Regions from separate parts of the Anas platyrhynchos genome. Here regions 2 and 3 are each linked to region 1. Evidence: chromatin contacts called from public Hi-C data. All regions are on one chromosome and are shown on one strand. Each heading gives the region's core, a stretch centred on a gene start, on an enhancer-like site or on the middle of the called end of the contact. The rest is flanking DNA. Distances are from core to core; before and after follow the strand shown. Region 1 holds the start of NDRG3 (NDRG family member 3). Region 2 holds the start of LOC113841953 (rho GTPase-activating protein 39). Region 3 holds the start of PHF20 (PHD finger protein 20).

Evidence for each region. A called contact is a pair of places that touch in the nucleus more often than the background predicts.
Region 2: a Hi-C map of subcutaneous adipose tissue shows a contact between it and region 1, with 4 times the contacts expected there. The contact joins the promoter of LOC113841953 here to the promoter of NDRG3 in region 1. A contact is called at or near these places in 3 of 8 Hi-C or Micro-C datasets (liver, small yellow follicle and subcutaneous adipose tissue).
Region 3: a Hi-C map of subcutaneous adipose tissue shows a contact between it and region 1, with 1.9 times the contacts expected there. The contact joins the promoter of PHF20 here to the promoter of NDRG3 in region 1. A contact is called at or near these places in 2 of 8 Hi-C or Micro-C datasets (small yellow follicle and subcutaneous adipose tissue).

Annotation. Positions count from the first base shown.
Region 1 is chr21:9,406,134-9,409,383 of IASCAAS_PekinDuck_T2T, reverse strand. NDRG3 (NDRG family member 3) reads left to right here and starts at 1,527. Exons shown (of 16, transcript XM_027472971.3): 1 at 1,527-1,657.
Region 2 is chr21:9,208,023-9,211,272 of IASCAAS_PekinDuck_T2T, reverse strand. LOC113841953 (rho GTPase-activating protein 39) reads right to left here and starts at 1,806. Exons shown (of 10, transcript XM_072026284.1): 1 at 1,648-1,806. The coding sequence starts at 1,658.
Region 3 is chr21:9,264,140-9,267,389 of IASCAAS_PekinDuck_T2T, reverse strand. PHF20 (PHD finger protein 20) reads right to left here and starts at 1,755. Exons shown (of 21, transcript XM_072026703.1): 1 at 1,617-1,755.

The DNA of each region.
Region 1 (3,250 bases), core at 278-2,777:
GATAACAAACATATTCCATTCTGCTGCCTACACCCATGACCTGGGAAGCATCATGTAACAAATGGGGCCAAAGGACTAGACTTGTCTGCATGCTTATAGGGATGTTAATTACCTAAAATGCAGGGTGGGAAAAATTAATGACTGTGACATGTGACATGAGAAATTGCTAGAAATAACTGATAAGTGTGAGAAGGTGATAAAGTAACAACAGGTAGTGCTATGAGGTGGCAGGATTTTGCAGGCAGTTCAGGGCAGTGATATAAGAATGGGCTGAGGCTAAAAGATAACAAGAAAGGGGTACTGGACACTGTAATGCTGGGTACAGCTGAGCGCCCCAGTGCCACGATCGCTCACAGCTCTTTCTTTTTCTACTGCGAATAAACACAGGAATTACTTACCTGCATATGGTCCCTGCTCTCTGCCTCCCCTCCCCCAAGGGCTATTCAGTAACAGCCTCCACGTAATTAAGAACGGAGCTAGAAGCAGGATGTAGGACCACTGGGTGGCACCAGAAACCAGAGCATGGATTAGGTTCGGGCAATACCTAGTTTTCAAACGTTTGGTGCAGGCCCATACTAAGGTTAAGGTGAGAGGAGCTGGGGATGCCTTGCTATCCTGGGATCCAAGTATTTTTACTTTAAGACATTCCCAAAGAGCCAGGAAAGCAGCAATAGTGAAAGCACTCTTTGCAGTTGCAAATAATAAGTTTTGTGCAAAACTTGCTCTGGTTTAGTTACATTCATAGCATCTGTGAAAGGAATACAGCACCAGGATTTGTCAATAGGTACAGGGCTGAATAACTGTGACCTCAGAGTGGGCTCCCTTGAACATTCACATTTACATGTTGCATGTGTTGGTTTACACTGGGCAGGTGGCACTGTGCTCCCCTAGAACAACGTACCTTGTACCAAGCGAGACATACTGCAGCTTGTTTCACTGCTGTGCCCAGGTGCGTGTCTAGCTGGGATTTCAGATGATGAGATCTTCAGTGGTGACTTGGCAGAAGACTGAGCTGGTAAAGGAAGTTTTCTTGTGTTCTAAGTTTTCAAAATATCACTGTGCAAGAGTGAAAGGAATAGAGATGAAGAGGCCACAAGGAAGAACTGAGCCTGGACTCATAGACCAGAGGGTGCAGAGAAAGCGCTGCACAAAGAGACTGGCTGATGAGAGTGGCTCAACATCTACAGAAGTGTCCAAGTCCATTTGTTACAAACACCGTGCAGCAAAATGCGTTTCAGTGAGACGGGAAACAGTCTCGGATGAAGGGCCACAACGACTGTTTTACATAGGCGCACTCCTCCAATGCAGCCAACAGGAAAAAGGGTTTGATAGTCAAGTCAGCTTGAAAGACGGTACTTGCCACACCGTCGCCCCATCAAACATCCAGCCTGAGGACCCAAGCGGCGCCTTTTATCGCTGTCTGTACAAACACAGTCTGCCAACCGCCGCTGCCCACAGCCCCTCAGCCGCGGGCGGGCGGGAGGCGGCGCCACACGGGCGGCTCGCGAGATGGCGCTGCCGCCATCTTTGTAGTCCCGAGCCCCGCCATGAGCCGTGCGCGTGTGCAGCCCCGCGGCGCGGCGCGCAGGCGCAAAGCGCCCCCCCCCCCCCCCGTCCATGCCGCGGCGGCCGGAGCTGCTGTGGTGCCGCCGTGCAGGTGAGCGCCGGGGCCGCCCGCGGGCCGGGGCTTCGCCCGCAGCGGAGCGGCGCCGAGCCCCGCGTTGTGGGCGGCTTCTGCGGTTGCCGAGCTCCGCGGCACCGAGGCGATGGGTGACAGGAGGTGGCGGGCAGCGGGCGGGCGGAGGGCGAGCGGCGGCTGTGCCCGCGGGAGGAGGAGGAGGAGGAAGGGGGGGGGGGGCTGAGTGCTGCTTCCCTGTGCCGGGGGCAGCACCGCTCCGTCACGGAGCTGTGAGGGAAATAATCCGGGCTTCGCTGGGGAGGAACCAAACCGGCTGCGAAAGGCGCCCTGGCTTCTCGTGGGGATGGCGCTGGGCGTTGGAGCGAGGCGCTGGGGGTGCCCCGGGCTGCCCCTTACCGCGCTCGGCGGCTTTTCTGTGAGGGTGCTCGTGTCTTGAAATTCTGGGGTCTTTGTTTCGTTTGGGCAACAAAACCGTTTTTTTCTTCAATTCTATAGGGTCTTGTCATTGTATGAATAGGGAAGGAATGGGCTGTAAAAGAAATAATCGTTAGCTGAAGTGCGTCATGGCTTCAGGTCGATGTCCGTTTATTTGATGTGTAATGTCAGTTGTGGGGAGCAATCCCAAACGTTGCAGTGAGGCCAGGTGCTTCCATCGGCATGGAAATCAGAGCTGCGAGTCCCATGCAGAAGGTGCCCGGGTTACAGAAGAAGCAGTGTCATGGGCGACCTGGAGGAGTGGGGTTTGCCGTCTGACCCCACAGCAGCACCGGGGGACGTTGCGGAGTCAGAGCCCGGTGTCTGAGCCAGTTCTTGGTTCGTTCCTCTCAGGTTTGGGGAGCCTGGAAGCAGTGTGGGATCCAGCTGTGGCACGGGGCTGTCACAGCATGCAGAGCATGGTCCCAGTTTGTAGCAGAAGTGGGACAACTTGGTCAGTTTGCTCCAGGGAATAGGAAAGGTCTGCTGAGTTCAGTGAGTTAAATCTGGGAAACCCAGAAGAGGTTTTGTGCTTGAGTGCCGAGATGATGGGTGTACAAGTGGAGGAGAATCAACTTCTCTTCCTTTGCCAGGCACATTCATGACTCTCCTGTGTTCAGATAGGATGATGGAGCTCCTCACTTTGGCTTTGCCTGTCCTTTTCTGTAGGAACAAGAGAGCAACAGTCTTCCAAACCCCTGTCCAACTATGCTTAGCCCTGACATAGAGATCCATGGCAAAAAGCTAATAGGTTATGTAAAATCTAAGCTGAGTTTAGTAACAGCTTGGAGCTTTCCTGTCAGATAAGTGAGCTGGACTAGGAAGCAGAACTTACCAGATGTGTGTCCCACACTCAAATGGGACTGAACTAGAGGCAGACTGCTGAAGAAACGAAGAAACCTTTAGGGTTCGTTTGGATTATTAGTCATGGGACTGGGATTGTGAAGAGGGCTCAGGACTGAGAATGACTATTCCAATTTTATTTGTTTGGGATTTTGAAACTTAGTTTGTTTCAAAGAAGTACTAAAACTGGCTGTGCTGAGGGCAGAAACTTAGTGTGGGCTATAGCTGGCTTTCACTGAGATGCTTGCCTTTGCAGAAGTAGAAGCTGGATTAAATGATAATTAAACAGCTGCT
Region 2 (3,250 bases), core at 557-3,056, 200 kb after region 1:
AGGGGGAAAAAAACTGCTCCCCAGTGAACAAAACTTTACCAGTTTGCCATAGCCCTATAAAGGTGAACCCAGAGGAACATCGGAACAGATTAAAAGATGCCTTAAAGCTCAGACACAAGTATACTGAAATTTGTAAGATTTTCTTACCCACTCAGCTGTTCACCACAGGAATCTCAGTCTCTCCTTTTCACCTTTGCACCAGAGCACAGAGTTACATTTTTCTGGCGATCAGGTAAATGAGATGAATGGGATGCATTCACTTCCCATTTCCCTGAAGTAGGGCAGCATTAAGCGAACCTGATTCTGCACTGTGGCTGGCACATTAAATGTGCAAGTCTTATGCAAGGTTTTCAGCTGCAGATCCAGTGACTGTCGGGCTGAAAGCAGCCTTTTACATCACAAGGAGGGCCATAAATTTCTCTTGGTTAAAAAATGCACCAGGCCAGCACACTTGGATTTCCCTCCAGCTTATGTGCTTCCAGTTAAGGCCGGGACATCTGTTTCAGCTAAGCAAACCTGTTGTGAATACTGAAGGCATGTGAACTATCCAACCAAAAACCTGGCTTCAAAATCTGCATTCCTATAATCCGCTGCGATCTCAGCATCGCTCCACGTAGCCTTGATCCAACCGATAGGAAAGAGCTACCTCATCAAACTGGTAAAAAAAAACAAACTCGAAAAGCACCAAAAGGACAGCGAGAAAAGGCTGCTCAGGAAAGGAAAATGCAGCACAAGAAACCCGGTGCCCTTCTGTGCCGGCTGGTGCAAGGATGCTCCCAAATCTGCGCAGCTTTGTCAGGTTTATGCCCCAAAGCGAGCAGCCTGCAACCTTGCTGCCCTTCGCTGTCACCAGCGTGCAGACACAGCAGCAGTGAGGAGTTGCCGCTGCTGCTGGCGAGCACAGGGCTTGGCGCCGCGCTTATCGCTTTGCTCTGGATAAATTCTGCCGTCCTGCTTCCCCTCTCTCCCAGGGACGCGCACTTCCTTCCCCAGATGCTCTTTCTTGCGGACTAACTCCAGCCGCATTCCACTTGAGGGGGGCAGGAAAGAGGCAGAAAAAGCTTCAAAACTCCCGAGAAACACAAATCCTCCCAAACACCTCGCACCGTCACCAGGCCACCGGGCAGGAGGCCAGCACAGCTCTCCCCCCAGACAAAGGGAACGCGAGGAGCCAGCCGAGCGCCGGTGCCCCGGGGGAGAGCCGAGCTCCCAGGAAGGTGAAACCGCTCCGAGCTTTTCAGCTAGGAAGACGAAAAATTTCGGCAGATCGGTGCAAAAAGCAACCGGCACCAGCTGCTGGGGAAGGCAGCGCGCGTGCCCAGCCCCACACCGTCCTCCCCAAAGGAGCCGGACTTCAGGCGGGGGCTGGCACCGAGCGGGGCCGCCGGCTCGGCAGCTCCCGGCCTCCAGGTGCTGCCCCGGCCGGGAGCTCTCCGCCGAGCCAAGCCGCGGTCGGTCCTCAAGAGCCACGGAACGCGCCCGGAGCCGGCGGCCGGGCCCGAGCCGTGATCCCGGGGCCCGCCCGTCTCCCGGCGGGATCCCGGTGCCCGGCGCCGCCCGGCCTCGCCCGCTGCTGCTCCCGGCTCCCGGCCGGGGTCCCTCGCGGCCCCGTCCCTCAACAGGTGGAGCCGCCGCCGCCGCACTCACCTCTCCGCCATGGCCCCCGCGGCCGCGCCAGCACCGCCCGGCTCTGCCCGCACGGGGCAGGGCGTGAAACCCGAGCCCGCGCCCCGCCCCGCCCGGACCCCCGGCCGCTCCCCGGGTCCCTCTGCTGGGGGCTGCGGGACCCAACCGGGCCGGGCCGGGGTGCGGCGGGGCGGTGCGGGGCCCGCGGGCCGAGGGGAGCCCCTGGCGGCGGCTCAGGGCGCTCCGCGGCCCGGCCCGGCTCGGCTCGGCCCCTGGGTGCCCGGGCCGAGGGTTTGGGGAGCCGGCTGGTGCCAGTGAGCTACGGGACCCGCCGCCCCCGGTTGTGCTTCAAAACGAAGCTCCGCAGTTAACCCGAGTCGCCTTTTCCACTAGGGGACAGGAATCTCCTGTGGGAAACGGCTGAAGTGTGCAGGGCTGAGGCACGCGTTGGCCCCAGAGGGAAATTCTGCTCCCCTGAGCACCGTCCAGCACAGGCGGCGTGAGGATGGGGAGCTCGGGAGCGCAGCCATGCTGCCTCGGTGGCCTTTGTGGTGGCAGGATGCATGTGAGGATTTAACTCCAAGTGTTTCTTTAAACAAACACATTGGTGGGAACAACTAAAGGTGTCTGAAGTCAGGATAAAGCAGCTCAAATGCTTACATCCGTTAAGATGAGGACTTTCTGTGTCTATCAGTGTCCTGAGCACAGTGTGGTCTGGATGAGGCTGTGCAGAAACACCAGGCATGTCCCCACACTGGGAAGAGGCAGAGCCCAAAAAATACCCCCAAAAGCCTTCGACGTGAGTACTCCGAAGAAATGAACCGTGCACTGAAGGACAGCCCTGCTCAGTCAGCTCAGCCTTCTGTCAGCCACCCATTCGGACAACGTCACCTGGCACAGTGACACAGCAGAGCCCACATCACAGGGGCTGCTGCAGTGCTCCCAATGCATTTTGGACAGGGTCTTGTTCTTACAACCAAGGGGAAACCCTCCTCAGGGGGTTTGTGAGGGAACTTCAGGCCCCTCTCACTGTGGGTGTGAGACTTGGCAGATACCAGGTGGATTTTGTCACTAGCAACGTGAGTTTTGGGCTCTGTCACACAGCATGGCAAATTTCTGATACAGCCAGAAATGTGTCCGCGCAGCTTGTTAATCACGGCAGACCCCAGGCAAGTCAGCCGGCGGAGGCTCCACACAGAGGGATCCAGCCCTTGCAGTGCTCTCTCACAGACGCCGTTTTGGCACTGCTGAATAACTTTGGAGTAACTTAATCCAAAGACACTCATGTGAAGTCCCCCTGTACTTGTAAATAACAAATAGAGAGACAGTGAGATCATGGCCGCGGTGCTTATGGGCTGGACACATATCAGGGATGGGAGAGTGGGGCCCCGCAGCAGCAAAGCCCCCAGCAGGGTGCAGTGAGGAGGTGGCTGGTGGCAGCACAGGGCAGGGGATGGGGAGAGGCTGAGTGCTGCAGGCGGTAAAACTTGAGGATCAGGGTATACACAGGCAGAGGAGAAAAACAGGAGTTAAAGTAGGTCTGCACTGGAAATGGAAGTTTGCTGGTGTAGCTCTAAAATGTGGTTAAACTGGCAGCGTTCCTTGCGGAGATGCAGATGCTCTA
Region 3 (3,250 bases), core at 506-3,005, 140 kb after region 1:
AATTAAAGGTAAGAATTAATTATATGCTTCTTACATTTCCATCAAGGCAGCACTGTTATGAGCAGCTACTATTCTAGCCTCATTCCCAACTTGACCTTAATTAGGTACTCTGGATTACAGGAAAGGAGATTTTACTCTCGGACTGCTCAAGTAAAATATTATTTCCATTCAGGACACACCAACAAAGTTATCAGTAGAATGTAAACTGAACTCTCCCATAAACTGGCTTAGGTCAAACAATCAGTATTTACCTAAACCACCTTTGATTCCTGAACTACTAGAAGTCACACCAAAAGAAAATAAAGAATTGTACTACAAATGATCTTTGCTACAAGTCTTCTCATTGAGCTTTTTTTGGAAACTGGTCCTCGCTCGTAGTAGGAAGTTAAACAAGTCCACGCCAAAAGCATTTCTCTTGTACAGATGCTCGGCTACAAGCTCCTGTACAGAGACCTACATAAGGTTACTTCAAGTTATCAGCACTGTTTTTAACAAGTTACATTTCATTTGACTACACTATACAACACCGAATTCTGTACACTGTAAAAATCAGTTTATTTCATCCCGTTTGGACTCCTGGACACTCAAACATCCCTCCTTGTCTATGTCCAAGTGTTTATGCCAGAAGCAATAGCATGGAATCACAAAAACGTTTGAGATATGAGCAGGATACTGAAAAGGCAGCAGAGATGTAACTGTTCCCCAAAACTGCACTGAGAACCTCCTTGATCAACCGAGTGCTGCTACAGCTACAGCCTGCACGTGCGCTCCGAGCCAAGCGGACCGACAGCCCGTGCTGGAGGCAGCAAGCCACCGGGAACCCAGGTGTGTCGGGAACAAACACGGTGCCTCCCAGCTCTGGGTATCACACGCATACGATGCGAAGCGGCTCCCAGCTGCGCGCAGGGAGCGATCTGGATCTCGCTTCCCTAAAGACGCCTCAGGGAGACAAGCAACAGCAGGGAGCAGAAGCGCTCCGAGGCCCTCGGCCGCCGGGACCGCCTCCGGGCGCCGGCCCCACGCGAGGCTCCGTCCCCGGGGCCAGGCGCGGAGCCGCCGTGGCCGCCCCCCGCCCCGCAGAGCCCCGCCGGGAGCGGCCCCGCGCCGCTTCCTGAGGCCGCCGGGGCCGGGCTCCGCCGCCGGCCCCTCCCCGGCCGCGCACCTCCCGCCGCAGCCCCCGCCGGGCCCCGGCCCCGCCGCTCCCCCGGGCCCGTTCGGCGCCTCTCTCCCGGGCCCCGCGGCCCCGGCGCCGCCGCAAGGTCACTCGGCCGCCCCCAACGGCCGGGCCCCGCGGCGCCGGCGCTCGGCGCGCTCCTACTCACCTGGGCCGCGGGCGGAGGCGAGGGGAGAGGAGAGGACAGGGAGCGGGGGCGGGGGCGGCGGGGGCGCGGCCCGGGCCCCCCGGCCCCGGCCAGGCGGCAGCGGCGCCCGCTCGGCGCCCCCGGCCCGGCCCGGCCCGGCCCGGCCCTTTGTGCGCGGGGCCGCGTGCCAGCCGCGCCGCGCCCGGCCTCCCTCCCCTCGCCTCGCCTCGCCACGCCGCGGGCCCGCAGCGCAGCGCAACGCGGGGCGGGCGGGAGGCGCGGGCCCGGCCCGCCCGGGCGCCGCCGCGCTCTTACCGAGGGCTCTGCACGGGACAAAGGCGGAGAGCGGAGCCAAACCGCCCCCGGGCCCCGCTGCGCGCCGAGCCCAGCGCCACCGACCGCGCAGCGCCACAAAATGGCCGCCTCGCTGCGGCGCCGCCACCCGCCGCCGGAGGGGGCGGGCTCGGGCCGGGCCCCTCCCGCTCGCTGCCGGGCCGCGGGGGCGCGCAGCGCGCTCTCTGCGCGGCCCCGCGGGTCCCGGTCCCGGTCCCGGTCCCCAAGGAACGGCGGCGGCGGCGCCTCGCGGCCGGGGCTCTGTGGGTGAGGGGTGGGAGGACGGCCCCGGTCCTGCCGGCGAGCGGCCTCCCGACAGGCGCTGCCCCCAGGCTGGGGCGCGGCAAGAGGTTTGTGTGTCCACCAGGGCTCTGAAAAAGGGTGAAATAAACCCAAAAAACACCAAACACCGCGTGCCCGCTGCCCGGAGGGGCTGTGTCTGTCTCCTCTGCGGCCCCCAGGCAGCTCCCCCTGCTCCGGGCCCCGTGCTGCCGGCCCCTGGATGGAGCCGTTCAGCCTCCTGAAAATCAAAACGCTTCTCAGTTTTATGGTAACTTAAAGCCAAGAGCATGCTGGTGCAGAACAGCAAAAATCTCTGCAGATTGAAGTTCTTAACTTCAAATATTGCAGGATTTGTTGCTGTAGGTGATAAACCCTCCTGGTTCAGGGGGTTTGCCTGAGACAATCCAGCATTTTCTGCCCAGAGGCCACAGACATCGCCTGCCAGGTTTGAGGGTCGAAAGGGGAGCTGTTGGGGCCAAGGTGCCTGCAGGGCTCATGCTGCAGGTAGTGCCAGTTTCACTTATAATCACTTCAATTTCAAATGATCATTTCATTGAGAAAAGCTGAAACAATTTTCAGTCACTAAGGAGTTGCTTTTTTTTTTTTTTTTCCCCCAGTTTGCAGGGTACTCGTATACCCCACGTGTGTCAGCAGCGTGTACAGCTGCATGCAACAAGGTGAGTGGGCAACCCATAGCTCCAGGTCTAAGCACTTTTCTCTCATCTTCGTCCTGCCAAATAACCACAGAAACTGCTGGCGCTGCACAAATCCAATGACATCAGCCTCACCCCAGTGACATGAACAGCACCGGACCCAACAAGCACAAAGGCTGGTGCAAAGCACCTTCTGTGTTAATGTTTCTCTGATGTTCTTGTATGTTAATGTTTCTTACAGCTTGTGAGCAGTGTACTGTGAATTTGTGGAAGCAGGATGACTTGCTAAAAATGCCATCACAGGAGAAAAAAAAATGTGGCAGAAAATGTAGTTATCAGCTTGGACTATTTTTAACCTGGGAATCTCACATGTGGTTTTAACATTGCAGGTTTCTAGAGGCAAGAAAAAAAGATTGCAGAATGAATTAAAATAAAAAGCAGCTAAACAAAACCACTCCCAAGTTTTGAGGAAAATAATTTCCTTTTTTTGTCTTTATACTTTCACTAAAATGTAATTGTAGTGTTTATGGTTTGGTTTCATTTTGTTTTGAGAGCACTATATTTTATTAAAGTTTTGACCACTTAAAAAGCACTGAGCCTTAGAACATCTGTCATGAGAAAGCAGGTGTCAGAAACCATTTCCTTCTCCACAGAAATGGGTCTTTCTAAATCCCATTGTTT